Regions from separate parts of the Mus musculus genome. Here regions 1 and 2 are each linked to region 3. The links are chromatin contacts, called in public HiChIP or PLAC-seq maps. All regions are on one chromosome and are shown on one strand. The core of a region is the stretch at or near the end of the contact, and the rest is flanking DNA. Distances in the headings are between cores, read along the strand shown. Region 1 overlaps Gm41060 (a long non-coding RNA gene). Region 2 has its middle 22 kb from the start of Gm41061. Region 3 has its middle 59 kb from the start of Gm15322.

The links. HiChIP or PLAC-seq counts read pairs in DNA pulled down with a chosen protein or histone mark.
Region 1: an H3K4me3 HiChIP or PLAC-seq map of the 230-238 cell line shows a contact between it and region 3, with 13 read pairs. The contact joins two enhancer-like sites. A contact is called at or near these places in 14 of 39 promoter capture datasets (3T3-L1-derived adipocytes, the HPC-7 cell line, HPC-7-derived erythroid cells and 10 more), 23 of 484 Hi-C or Micro-C datasets (the AtT-20 cell line, B cells, the C10 cell line and 15 more), 18 of 115 datasets of contacts at active chromatin or transcription factors (the 230-238 cell line, the HPC-7 cell line, astrocytes and 12 more) and 2 of 9 other capture datasets (adipose tissue and embryonic stem cells).
Region 2: a BATF HiChIP or PLAC-seq map of CD8 T cells shows a contact between it and region 3, with 8 read pairs. The contact joins two enhancer-like sites. A contact is called at or near these places in 1 of 39 promoter capture datasets (liver), 9 of 484 Hi-C or Micro-C datasets (Sertoli cells, bone marrow-derived dendritic cells, liver and 2 more) and 4 of 115 datasets of contacts at active chromatin or transcription factors (CD8 T cells, bone marrow-derived dendritic cells, memory CD8 T cells and 1 more).

Annotation. Positions count from the first base shown.
Region 1 is chr13:111,827,097-111,831,443 of GRCm38.p6, reverse strand. The region is part of intron 1 of Gm41060 (a long non-coding RNA gene); the gene reads right to left. Among named protein-coding and RNA genes, the nearest start is that of Gm41060, 9.5 kb to the right of the region's middle. Within about 2 kb of position 1,648, at least 14 of the 459 cell types and tissues checked have an H3K27ac peak or open chromatin away from gene starts, as enhancers often do. A contact at or near this core is called in the 230-238 cell line, where this site is marked.
Region 2 is chr13:112,061,607-112,065,779 of GRCm38.p6, reverse strand. No RefSeq gene overlaps it. Among named protein-coding and RNA genes, the nearest start is that of Gm41061, 22 kb to the right of the region's middle. Within about 2 kb of position 1,914, at least 75 of the 459 cell types and tissues checked have an H3K27ac peak or open chromatin away from gene starts, as enhancers often do. A contact at or near this core is called in CD8 T cells and memory CD8 T cells, where this site is marked.
Region 3 is chr13:111,933,846-111,937,844 of GRCm38.p6, reverse strand. No RefSeq gene overlaps it. Among named protein-coding and RNA genes, the nearest start is that of Gm15322, 59 kb to the left of the region's middle. Within about 2 kb of position 1,719, at least 164 of the 459 cell types and tissues checked have an H3K27ac peak or open chromatin away from gene starts, as enhancers often do. A contact at or near this core is called in the 230-238 cell line, CD8 T cells and memory CD8 T cells, where this site is marked.

The sequences.
Region 1 (4,347 bases), core at 399-2,898, 110 kb after region 3:
GCTCTCCACAAGCCTTAGCAATGAACAAAGTGATAGCCTCATCAGCTTCCTCGCCAACGATTTAAGCACAAAATAAATTTCTTGAGAGGACAGGTTACAAAAGGTGCTACCATATTGGATGGATTCCATGAGTGACTTCAAAGCAGACAGGGGACTCCTGAAGGGTGTAGACGCCAGGAAGGAAGATGAAGATCAACATATTTTATATTAAATGCCGAAATGAAGCCTACCATTTGATGTGCTAGCTAAAAAGGTTAAAAGCAAACAAAGACTTGTTAGCTAAATAGGGGGACCTAACACCCCAAAAATCTACTGGTTTCTCTGTATCAGTGGTCCTCAACCTCCCTAATGCTGTGACCCTTTAACACAGTTCCTCATGTTATAGTGACCCCCAACCATAAAATTATTTTTTGTTGCTACTTCATAACTGTACTTTTGCTAACGTTATGAATCACAATGTAAATATTTTTGGCGATAGAGGTTTGTCAAAGGGGTTGTGACTCGGGTTGAGAAGTGGTGTTCTATATAAATGTTCTCAAAGTATGGTCTCGGGATAAACAGTACCACCCCTGGAATGTCTCAAAGAAACATGTTCTCAGATCTCACCCTGTATCATCTAGAGATCAAAAGCTTTAAGAAGAGCCAACAAGTCTGTTTTTCAAGAAGTCCTCAGTTGACTCTGATATATGCTAAAATGAGAAAACTACTGCCTTCTCTATAAGTCTCTAGAATCATCAGATCATTTTCCCTCAAAAATTAAGGGGCTTTTCGGGTGAAGGTTGCAAGAATTTGCATCTCTGTGTGTACAGGGGTGCAAAGGAGGGGCGAGTATGTATGTAGGTGCATCTGTGCACCTGTGTGGAGACCCAAGTTGGCATCTGATGTCTCCCTCAATTGTTTCTTCACCTTATTTTAAAAGACAAATGCTCTCACTGAACCTGGACCTCATCGACACTCCAGGCTGGTTGAACAGCAAGTCCCAGAGTTTCTCTTGCCTTTGTCCCCTGCCCCCCAGACCCCACAGGTGTGTGCTACCATGCCTGGGTTTCAGAAGCTTGTGGGGGGGGGGGAGGGGTGCAGACTGAGGTCCTCATCCTTGTGTGATAGTGACTTTGCTGGCTGAGCCATCTCCCCAGCCTCGGAATTTTTTTTAATAGGATAAAACAATGCTAACCCAGCCATGATGATGCACAACTGTAATCTCAGCACACAGAAAGTTGAGGCAGGAGGATAACCCCAAGTCCTGGGCCAGTCTGAGCTACAGAGTGAGACCCTGTCTCAAAAAGAAAGTGAAAAAGCAAAGAAGACAGGAAGGGAGGGAGAGTGGAAGGAAAGAGAAGGAAGGAAGGAAGGAAGGGAGGGAGGGAGGGAGGGAGGGAGGGAGGGAGGGAGGGAGGGAGGGAGGGAGGGAGGGAGGGAGGGAGGAAGGAAGGAAAAAAGAAAGGAAGAGGGAGAAGAAAACCTAGTTTCAAAAAATAAGAAGGAATTTCAAATTCAGAATGCCACGGGAAAAACAATTAGAGTGAGCAGGGTGGACACCAGGGTGTAAATCCCAGGGGTGGAGCTTAATCCTCTCATGGGGACCAAGAGGTGTGGTCTGTGCAAATGAGGTGTGAACTCAAGTTAGCCTGGTCTGTAAATCTAGGGCCCAAAGAAAGAGAAGAGCTAGGGAGTCTCTGGGGAGCTGCTCTTTTCTCAGCCAAGGAGCTAAATGCAAGCCACTAGCTGAGCCCCACAGGAATGTGCAATCAGGTTCACCTCAGGGGGTGGGAGGAGGGGCAAGAAATCCTGAAGCCCCTGGGCACAGCAGAGGCCAGCAAGACACTGCCATGTGGGGATGTTTGCACAACCAAGGCTGCAGTCCATTGCACCAGGGAGCTAGAAAGAAGGGGGGCCAAATTTCTGCATAATACTGGAGCCAAAAGAAAACTTCAAGCATGACACTGGAGGACGGATGGAAGCCCACGGATATTGTACCCTGGAAGAACGTTTTTACAGCTTCACTGTACCAATGTGCAGAACTACATTGAACGGGGGTGGTGGGGGGTGGGGGTGGCAAGAGCTACTTCTTCAAAGAAGATACGCGGATGGCATTGGTATATGGAAAAGTACTCGGTATCATTAGTCATTAGAAAAATAGAAACTCAGCCGGGCATGGTGGCACATGCCTTTAATCCCAGTACTCAGGAGGCAGAGGCAGGTGGATTTCTGAGTTTGAGGCCAGCCTGGTCTACAAAGTGAGTTCCAGGACAGCCAGAGCTACACAGAGAAACCCTGTCTCAAAAAAACAAAACAACAACAACAACAACAAAAACCTCATATCACAATTTAAAAAAATCTCACACTCATGAAGAGAGTAATCAAAATGACTAACAGTCATGTTGGGCAGCATTTGAAACTCTCACACATTGCCTTTGTGGATGTAAAATGCTGGGGCCATTTTGGAAATTCTATTGGCAGAGTTTAGAAACATTAACCACAGAGTCGGTGTGTGACCCAGCAATTTCTCCTCTAAGTACACACCTGCAAGAAGTTGCAACGCCTCTTCACAGGAAAACTTACCATAGATGCTCACAGCAGTGTTAAATGTAATAACCCAGAGGCGAAAGAACTCTGATTGTTATCCATCAACTGATAAAAATGCAGATACACACACACACACACACACACACACACATCTATTCACATACACACATACACAAACATACACAAATACACACACACACATACATCTATGGACACACACATACACACATAAACACACACATACATCTATTCACATACACACATACACAAACATACACAAATACACACACACACATACATCTATGGACACACACATACACACATAAACACACACATACATCTATTCACATACACACATATACAAACATACACAAATACACACACACACACACAGAGGCTGAGGCAGACAGACAGAGACACGGACACAAAGAGACAGAGGCAATTTGATAGAACTCAGAAGGCTGAAGCATAACGATTGCAGCTGTGAGAGCAACTTGGGTTACTAAGGACAGCCTGGGTAGGTTACATAGAAGACTCTGCCGCCCCCACAAAAGGAAAGGAAAAAACAAGAAAAATTATGTTTAAGTAAAGTCACCAGCTAAATGTATATCTCATTAAGTAAATATGAGGGGATTGTTCTTTAAAAACTAGGAAAAAATATTTTTTTAAAAACCTGTCTTGGCTGTCATTATGATATACCTATAAAGTTTGCCAGGTATGGTGGCTTATGTCAAAGGGGACAAAGGATCAGGAGTTGAAGGCCAGCTTCAGCTACATAAGACCCTACCTCAAAAATAAAAATCTATAAAATTGTAAGGAAACTGAAGGCACTTAAAAATTACACAAACTAAACTTTTAGTTGCTCAGAAAGTAGGATGAACATTGTGATGGTTTTCTGTGATTGGTTTTGTTTCTCTTCTCTTCTCTTCTCTTCTCTTCTCTTCTCTTCTCTTCTCTTCTCTTCTCTTCTCTTCTCTTCTCTTCTCTTCTCTTCTCTTCTCTTCTCTTCTCTTCCCTTCCCTTCCCTTCCCTTCCCTTCCCTTCCCTTCCCTTCCCTTCCCTTCCCTTCCCTTCCCTTCCCTTCCCTTTCTTTTCTTTTCTTTTTTGTTTTATCAACTTGACACAAGCTAGGGTCATCTGGGAAGAGGGAATCTCAATTGAGGCAATGCTTCCATAAAAGTCTGGTTAATAATTGATGTGGAAGGACTCAGTCCACTGTGGGCGGTGCTGCTCCTAGGCAGGCACTCCTGGAGAGTGTAAAAAAAGCAGACTAGCAAGTCCTGAGAGCAAGCCAGTAAGGAGGGCTCCTGTCTGGTCTCTACTCAGTTCCTTCCGGTGCTCCAGCTCGAGTTTCAGCCCTCAGAGATGGACCATGATCAGGGTATGTTCAGCTTTCCACAGGTTCTGGGAACTCAAACTCATGTCCTCACACAGACGTGCCAAGCACTTTACCCTCTGAGCCCTCTCCCCAGACCATGCTTTTACATTTATGACCAGCAATTTTTTGTCTATCACAAACATTTCTTATTACCTGTTTTATTGGTGTATATTTGTTGTGACCATTTTAGGCTCCATAAAGCCATTTTTATACAAGTGTATAACATGAAGTAAGCCCCTTTGCCACAATACTCTACTCTCCCTTTTCTGTTGCCTCCCTTGCTTGCCAGTGCCTTGTTTCTCTAAGCAGCTTCACTTATTCTGTGTGTTTTATGGTTGTATTTATCTGTATACAATCTAAGATCCAAAAATGAGAAAAAACAATATTGCTCTTTCTTAGTTTGACTTAATTCACTTGAAATGGTGTTTGTCTGCAAAAACATA
Region 2 (4,173 bases), core at 665-3,164, 130 kb before region 3:
AAGGCTGCGCAAATCAAGTTTGCCTTTGGACACGTGGCCCGAGAGCAGAAAGCATAAGTCACCCTCAAAGCCCAGGCTATGAAGGCAGGTGGGTCTGAGTTCCAATCCTGACCACAGGAACAATCTACTTAATAAGGTCTCTAAACTCCAGTTATTTCACATGTAAAATGGTCGTGCCCACTATTCGGCCATGTATTCATGGGGGTGGGGGGGGGGGGATTAAGTTAAAAAACACATGGAAAGGACCTGGCCTGTGGGACGTAATGATTCGGTGTCAATAGAGAACAGTGTGAGATAGAAGCCTGTGTCCACAGAATGAATGACTGCTGGGGCAGGCAGATTGCACAGGACTCTAGCTGCCTGGAATGCTCATCTCTTTCTCTTAGAATACTGATCTGCATGGTGTGAAGAAAGCTAACGACAAACAGCATCTAGCCACGCTGAGCCAGAATTAAACACAGATAGGTCCATTCTGCCAAGTGCCAGTCCAGAGGGAAGTCTGATGGTGACTTTGGAGTCAGCTAAGGAAGAACAAACTGTCCAGGATTGTCAGGCTCAGATCCTGCCACCTCCTCTGAAGAGCGCAGACTTCTAAGTGATCGACCAATTAACTTAAACTAGGCAATCTTTCTTTTAAGACATACAGACCTTTGGTGCTGTTTCAAAACCATCCAAGAACTGCAAATGCTATTATTTATAGCCCATAAAAACCTGTGCCAGATGAGTGGAGAAGATAACCTGGCTTAGTTTGCATTTTAAAAAACGTTCTCACAGCGCCACTTCGCCATTTAAAATTGTTGACAACTAGATAATCCCTAATTCTCTGGCTACAAGAACTGACCTGTTTGCTTCACGCTCGCGTGCGTGGACACATACACAAACATACACATGCACAGCGCTGTGTGTATAGATACGATCTAAACGTCCCTTGCATGGGCAAACAATAGGAAGAGATGCCACAGTGGGAGTGACTTTCTACCATGGGTAAGTGAGAATTGTAGTCTTAGGCAGGCATCTCTGAGTCTTGGATTTCTGAAATGTAAATTGATAAGCTTACAGTCTGCCCTCAGACTGTAAAAAAACCAAACCAAAACAAAAAACGAACAAAAACCAAATCAAAACAAACAAACAAACAAACAAACAAAAAACCATGTGAATGCAAATGACTTTCTAAGCCATGGCTTTCCAGTTCCCTTAGACCTAACCACTCCCAACAAGCATCGGGCTGACTGCCTTCTCAAGTTTGCTCGGCCGCTGCATCTGGGTTTGCAGACCCCAATCAGATTGGCTTCCTCTAATTGGGAAACCCCACTCTACTGACTTTTACTGTCCCCGAATTATTTGATCTCTTTGTCAGGGAAATAAGCGAAGCCTTCATTCTTTATCATTCGCCTCAGGTATTTATTGGGAAGGATTGAAGCACAGCACAGCTGGAAAAAAAATCATTATTTTCTAGTAATGAGGCTTAATCCCTTTGCAAATATTTCGAAGACCCTTCTTCCATAATTCAGGGTTCACACTCGTATAGTCACAGGTACCATTCCCAGAAGCCTCTGCTTGTCTTCCTTTTCCTTTGGCTCTCATAAAGGACACCAGACAAACACCCCTGACAACTTAAGCCCCAGATGTGACAAATAGAGATTTAAATTTTATGATTAAACTGTCACGATTTCACTCAGGGATCACCTTGGGTTTTTGCTGGTCTGGGCTCAGAGCCAACAGAACTTGACTCAGCTTCTCCTTGTGGGCAGATGCTGGATCCCAGAGGGGCAGAGGGGCTTCCTGCTGATGACCTAGAGGAAAAGAATTCGCCACCCCCTCCCGCCCCCTTGCAAAACCAAATGAACAGCTCTGCGCCCCTGTTACGGTTTGAGTGCAAAATGACCTCACGTGCTCTTGCATTGGAACTAATGGTTTCCGGCTGTGGGTGAGCTTTGAGGAATCCTTGTGAGATAAAACGTAGCTGCAGGAAGTGGGTCCTAGGGAGGCAGGTCTTGGAGACCTTAGAGGTGGCTTGTGTTTTGGGCTAGGTTTCCCTCCACTTCCTGCCTGCCTACACCATATAACCAGCCATCTCCTGTAAATTGGTAAACGTAACAGTATGCCTTCAGATTGTAAAAATTCTCTCAGCCACAGATAGGAATGGGGTGCTCCCTCTACCACAGATGTGGTTGCTCTACCCCAATGCATACCTCACCATGATGGTCTCCCGCCTCTCAAACCACGAGCCAAAATAAATCCTTCCTCCCTGAGTTTGCTCCCTTCAGGCATTTTATTAAAGTTATGGAAAAGTAAAAAGAACATACCCTCCAGCCTCAAAGGTTTCCTCTACCCCACGGCAATTCTACCCTGGAAGCCCAAGTTAGCCCTCTTTGGCCTAGAAACAATACTCCAGACACATCCGTCTCAGTTTTGAACATACAGCTAAAATTAACATAGGATATGATGGCTCTAGCATTCTTTGTCTAAATCTCATGTATCACAAAGAACAGAGCCACTGCTCGAAACTGACCATGGATAGAGACACATATAGCATTGCTCAGAGATCAGGGCCACCTGGTTCCCATCTAGTGAAAGTCTGAGGCGGGCAAGTCTCTGCATTCTGAACACTCAGCTGATCTGAGTGTTTATGGCCCATGAGTACATTTAGATTAGCAAAAACCTAGACAGCTTCACTCATTTCAGAGAGACATTCATTTGTCCCTGAGCATCAAATATGCTAGGGATACAAAGATAGAGGAGAGATTGTCACTTTCCTAGTGAGAAAAGCTCACCACTCCACAGAAAGGCAGACAAATTAACATCGTCTTATTATACATGCAAGAACTGTATTGTTACAATATGAACAGACTCCTTTAGATCAAAGAAGAAAGTGAAGATAAAATCATAATGTTCAATAAGAGAACAAGGGTTCTCTCTCTCTCTCTCTCTCTCTCTCATACAACTATCACAAGGACCCCAGGTCAGACCGCCCTGGGATCAAATCCTAGGCCGTTTTTAAAGGTGCTCAATTGCTTCTCACGCATCCAAGTATACACATAAATATTTTATCCAGCTAGTACTAAAGAGCATGAGAGAAGCAATGTTAGGTTAAGATTGCCAGGTCCAAGACAAAGCTGCTTGGTGTTTAAGAGGGCTGTGACTAAGATAACCTTTGCAGTTGGCTTTTCTACCGAGCAGAAATTAAGTGGGAAGGTGTGAGTTAGAGTCTGCATTCTCTAGTGTCCTAAAAAGGCTCAAACAATATAAAGCCAGCCTGCCATTCAAGGTCCCTGGAGTTGTCTCTCATTTACTCCCAAGCTTCAGACAAATTTTCTGAACCTTATACTCACTATGGAGAGTATTATAGTGAGGTGGGAGGGTACTTCCTCCTTCCAGTCAACCGCCTCTGAAGATACTTCAGGGATGGAGTCTTTTCCTTTGAGTCACCTGACTGGATCTCGGCTCCAGACAAAGTGAGCACTCTAGCTTGAATCTACAGCCTAGGTGATAAATGCTTGTTTGCTAGTGTGCGGTGCTATTGGAATTGATGGAGCCTCTGAGAGACCTACTGACAGGAAGTCTGGTCACTGAGGGTGTGCGCCTTTAAGAGACCTACTGACAGGAAGTCTGGTCACTGAGGGTGTGCTCCTGAAGGGGAGGTATTAGAACCTCCACCTCCTTCCACCTCACCCTTCGAATTCCAGTTGTCCTGAGATGGCGAACCTTCTCTACCACACGCTCCCATGGGAACAGCGTTTCAGTAGGTCCTAAGCCGTGGGCCCAAGTAATCATTAGCCCACACCTCCGAATTCATGAGGCAGACTTTGGAAGCATTAAGTTGCTTTCTCCCAGGTATTTGTTACAGCAATAGAAAGCAAACAACCAAGATAGCTATAACTAATCCTACCTGCTGTTTACTGAAGTGCACAATCTCTGCCAGTCTTCACGTCAGCCTTTGGAATTAGCACGACTGCTCTGACTTAATAAGTGTAGAAATAGCCTCAGGAGGGCCAGCTCAGTTGTTAAGCCTGGCAGTTAGCAGCAGAAGCAGGGCCCAACACAATGCCATTACAACAAACAAACAAACAAACAAACCAAAACCTATAAAATGTAGTGAACTAATGAGCTGGTAGAATGCTGGACAAGAACAGTGGGTTTGGGCCCATTGGATGGAGGTAATGTTTCCAGAAC
Region 3 (3,999 bases), core at 470-2,969:
TGTGTGTGTGTGTGTGTGTGTGTGTGTGTGTGTGTGTGTGTGTGTAATTCGGTCTCCAGAACCAGAACCAGCTGGCAAGCAGCAGCAGGAAGATCTGTTCTAGTCTCACTTGCTACGTTAGACAATTGATGGCTGTGTCCACCACGGCCACACTTGCAGGCAAGGTGTTCAGGTTTAGCCAGAATAAGTCATATTTCCTAATCCTAGGTACCTACCAGCCCATCTAAATGATTCTGACTAGCTATCAGTAGGCAGAACAGAGCACAATCCACGCCCTGCCCCAGGAAGGGGCTCAGAAGCTCCTGCACTCACACAGTGCTAGTATTTCTCCCAATCATCTCAAAGCCTGGAACAGAGGATCTTTATACCAACACACAGAAGAAAGGCTGAGTGGGAAAAATCACTGACCCTCAACCCAGTGACCTGCGTGAGGATGGCTTTCATCAGAAGCGAGATGCAGAAGTAGTAAGATGAAGGAGTTGGACTTTCTGATCAAAGCCAGAAACGTCCGTCCAAGGTAAAGGCATACGTGAAACCTTTACAGAAGAGACAGCATCGACGAGAATGCTTGGTTCTTTACAATGCATTCACTGTGGGAAACTAGCCAGGCCCAGCAAGCTGACCAGGGTCCCTTCACCCCTGTGCCCAGGACAGTTTGGCCAAAGGACATCTAGGGTGAAGGCCTCAGTCAGTGCTAATCTCCATATCCCGGAATAGCCCAGAGAACTCGTCCAACCTGCAAGTCTGCCTTTAAAAAAAAAAAAAAAAAAAAAAAAAGCCTTTGGAATTCTTTGTCCAGCTCTGCTTGGTATACACGGGAATGATTCTTCTGGGACTTCTCTGGTGACCTAGTCTTTGCTATAATGACATCTCTCAACAGATCCACCAGCCCTCAGATTCTCTCCCAGACACTAATAATAGGTCCAATTAGAAGTAAAGATTCCAAACAGATGAGGCACGAATTGATATACACGGCCGGCCTGGCTGCCACAGATCCATTTCTTCCCCTGCAGAAAAGACACCAAACTGGCCTTGAGGAGGGAACCTCCTTTTTTGAACAGTTACCATGGCAACTGGAACCCTTTTCTCCCCAGGGCACCTGCCCACAGGCTCCCACCAGCCAGCTGGTAGGGAGGGTGGATCAGCCACCTCTGTCCCAAGTCACTGTGCTCATTTGACCAACAAAGGTGCCAACAGTGCCAGTTGGCCTCATGATATGGATACCTGCCCACGAGGCATTGGCCCAAACATTGGGGACTTTCACAGAGGCCAGCCAACAGCTGGCAGGCAGGAACTACCAGGTCATTGTCATCTGGGGCTGAATTGGAACATGCATACAAGACACAAAGGCTGTGTCTGTAACCACAGCATCTCTCCCTCCCTAGGGATTTGTTTGCAGCTCCAGATCCCCCTGCTCTGGGAGGAGCACGCATGTGGCTGAAGGTGCCTTTTAGAGGCCACGCCCACCTACCTTTTTTTAGCAGTGCCCTGCCTTCTGCACGCTGCCGTAGAAAAGCTTTCCCTGCCCCATGTCTGGTTTTATTGCAAATGAGAAGGTTCGCCATAAGTCACCCCAGGCCAGTGGGTTCAGAGGTGGAGTTGGTAACCAGAAGCCATGCAGACTTCCTCTCCTGGCCCCACACCAAGGCCTCCAAGGTTCTCTTGTCACATGAGGTTAGTGTAGTTTCACATCCTCTAAGCAAAGCTCTGTCGAAACTCTCTAGTCTCACATGGCATCGGCTCAAAACAACCACCTCGCTCAGCTGCCTGGCTCACTGTTCCAAGAGTGGGTCAGGAGATCTGGGTTCCAGTTTCAGCTCAACCTGCATGACCTTGACAAGAACCAGTCCTCAGTTTTGCATCAGAAAATTAAGAGGCCCGAGTTTCTATACTTAGGATCCACTTCCTCTCCTCTCCCCATTACCCTCACCACTTCAGTTTAAAAAAAAAAATAGATAGGCAGGTAGGCAGGCAGGAGGCAGGCAGACTGACTGACTGACTGACTGACTGACTGACTGATTGATTTTTGGATTTTGGAGACAGGGTTCTGTATTGCCCTGACTGTCCTGGAACTCACTCTGTAGACCAGGCTGACTTTGAACTCAGAGATCCACCTGCCTCTGCCCCCTGAGTGCTGGGTTTAAAGGCGCGCCACCATTACCCAGCATTCCTGATGCTAACCCAAGAATCGCCAAAGACTAAGGGATATTTTTTCAACTTTTCAAAATCAGACATCTCAAAAATACTAAGCCAAGTGAAGGGAACTTTTTCTACAGGAGAGTGCATGTTTTATGATTATAACATGAAATGCCTAGACAGGCAAAATTAACCAATGGTAAGACACAAACATGCTTACCCACTCTCACAGGAATAGCTGTAGATTGCCTCTGAGAGTGTGGTAGGAGCAGGAATTACTTAGGAAAAGGCATAGTTGACAGTATACATTGTACCTGGGTGTGTTTGTGTCACACAATCTATGTCAAAACTCATAGACTACTATTCTTCAGATGGATTGAACGGTGCAATGGAGTCAGAAGAGTAGACTGTAGAATTGGTGAGCACTGGGTGCTCTTGACAAAACACTGAGGAAACATACGCAATAATAAGTTCCTGATCCATCCATACCACCCTTTCTCCACCCCATCTCTTTCTCGACTATTGGCCTCTTTCTTATTGAATGAGACAGGGGATATATCTGATATCCTATGATGATTAATCACTCTATGCCCAGCCCTCAAGGGTAAAAACAAGTTCTCTGCAGCCAGAACTCGCCCTTGAGCCTCTCTGCCTCTGCTCTCTGGTTGCCAACATTTTTGATATAATTTATTTCTTTCTTTCTTTCTTTCTTTCTTTCTTTCTTTCTTTTTTTTTTTTTTTTTTTCGAGACAGGGTTTTGATATAATTTCAATTGACACAACCCAGTAAAGACATTTTAAATTTAATTCCAAATGTAATCAGAGTGTATATTTTTATAACCACTCTAAGAGTTAGTATATCGACTACCCAAGGACAGATTACAAGCATATATTTTCCTATACTTGCTTCTCAATTAGCCCAATAGATATATCCCTAAATTATTGATTTGTTTTGTGTGTGTGATCACTTCTTCTTAAGATCTCAAACACATTCTTGGTTCTCTCCCAATTTGCTTATCTTTCTTTAAAACCTAAGCATGAAAATGCATGCATGCTTCATTGGTAAACACAATGTGCTTTGGAAAAAGATTCACACTGGGTCTGCACATGTGCAGCTAACGTTAGTAAGCTCTATGTCGTTGTGGGGGTCCTTCTGCCCCAATTTCAGCCATTCTTTCCAGAGAAATTCCCACCTCTTTTGTTTTGACGTGATTGTCTGTGTGCGTGCGTGCGTGCGTGCGTGTGTGTGTGTGTGTTTGGAGGGGTTTTTAGGCCCATTTTAAAGGCTATGACTTTGAGGTGAAAAGTGCTAGTTCTACAAGCATGCAGGCCTAAGTATGATCATCAGAGCTTACAGAAAAGTGAAAAAATCACTGAGGGTGGTGATGTGCACTTGGCACTCCCAGTACTTCAAAGGCTGAGAGACAGATCCTTGGGGTCTACTGTCCATCCAGCCTGGCCTAATTGTCAAGCCCCAGGTCCCAGTGAGAGACTGTATCTCAAAAACTAGACTGGATGGGTCCTGAGGAATCACACACACACACACACACACACACACACACACACACACACACACACACACCAGAAAGGCGTGTAGGTTTAATAAACATTTGATAAACATCTTTCCAGAAAGCTGCTCCCACTTCAGCCCAGTGCCCATGCACATTTGTTAAATATTAACATATAAGTCCCTTTCGTGAAGGCTTTTATCAGGACATCTCAAACCCAGTCCTTCTATTTTCTCTAGTTCTGCACCTGTACGACCACCCAAGGCACACAGCTAAGAGACAGGCACGAGCAGCCCTTTTGAGTAACCAGCTAATCAAAGGGCTATACTAGCAGCCTGAATCTTCACCTAGAAATC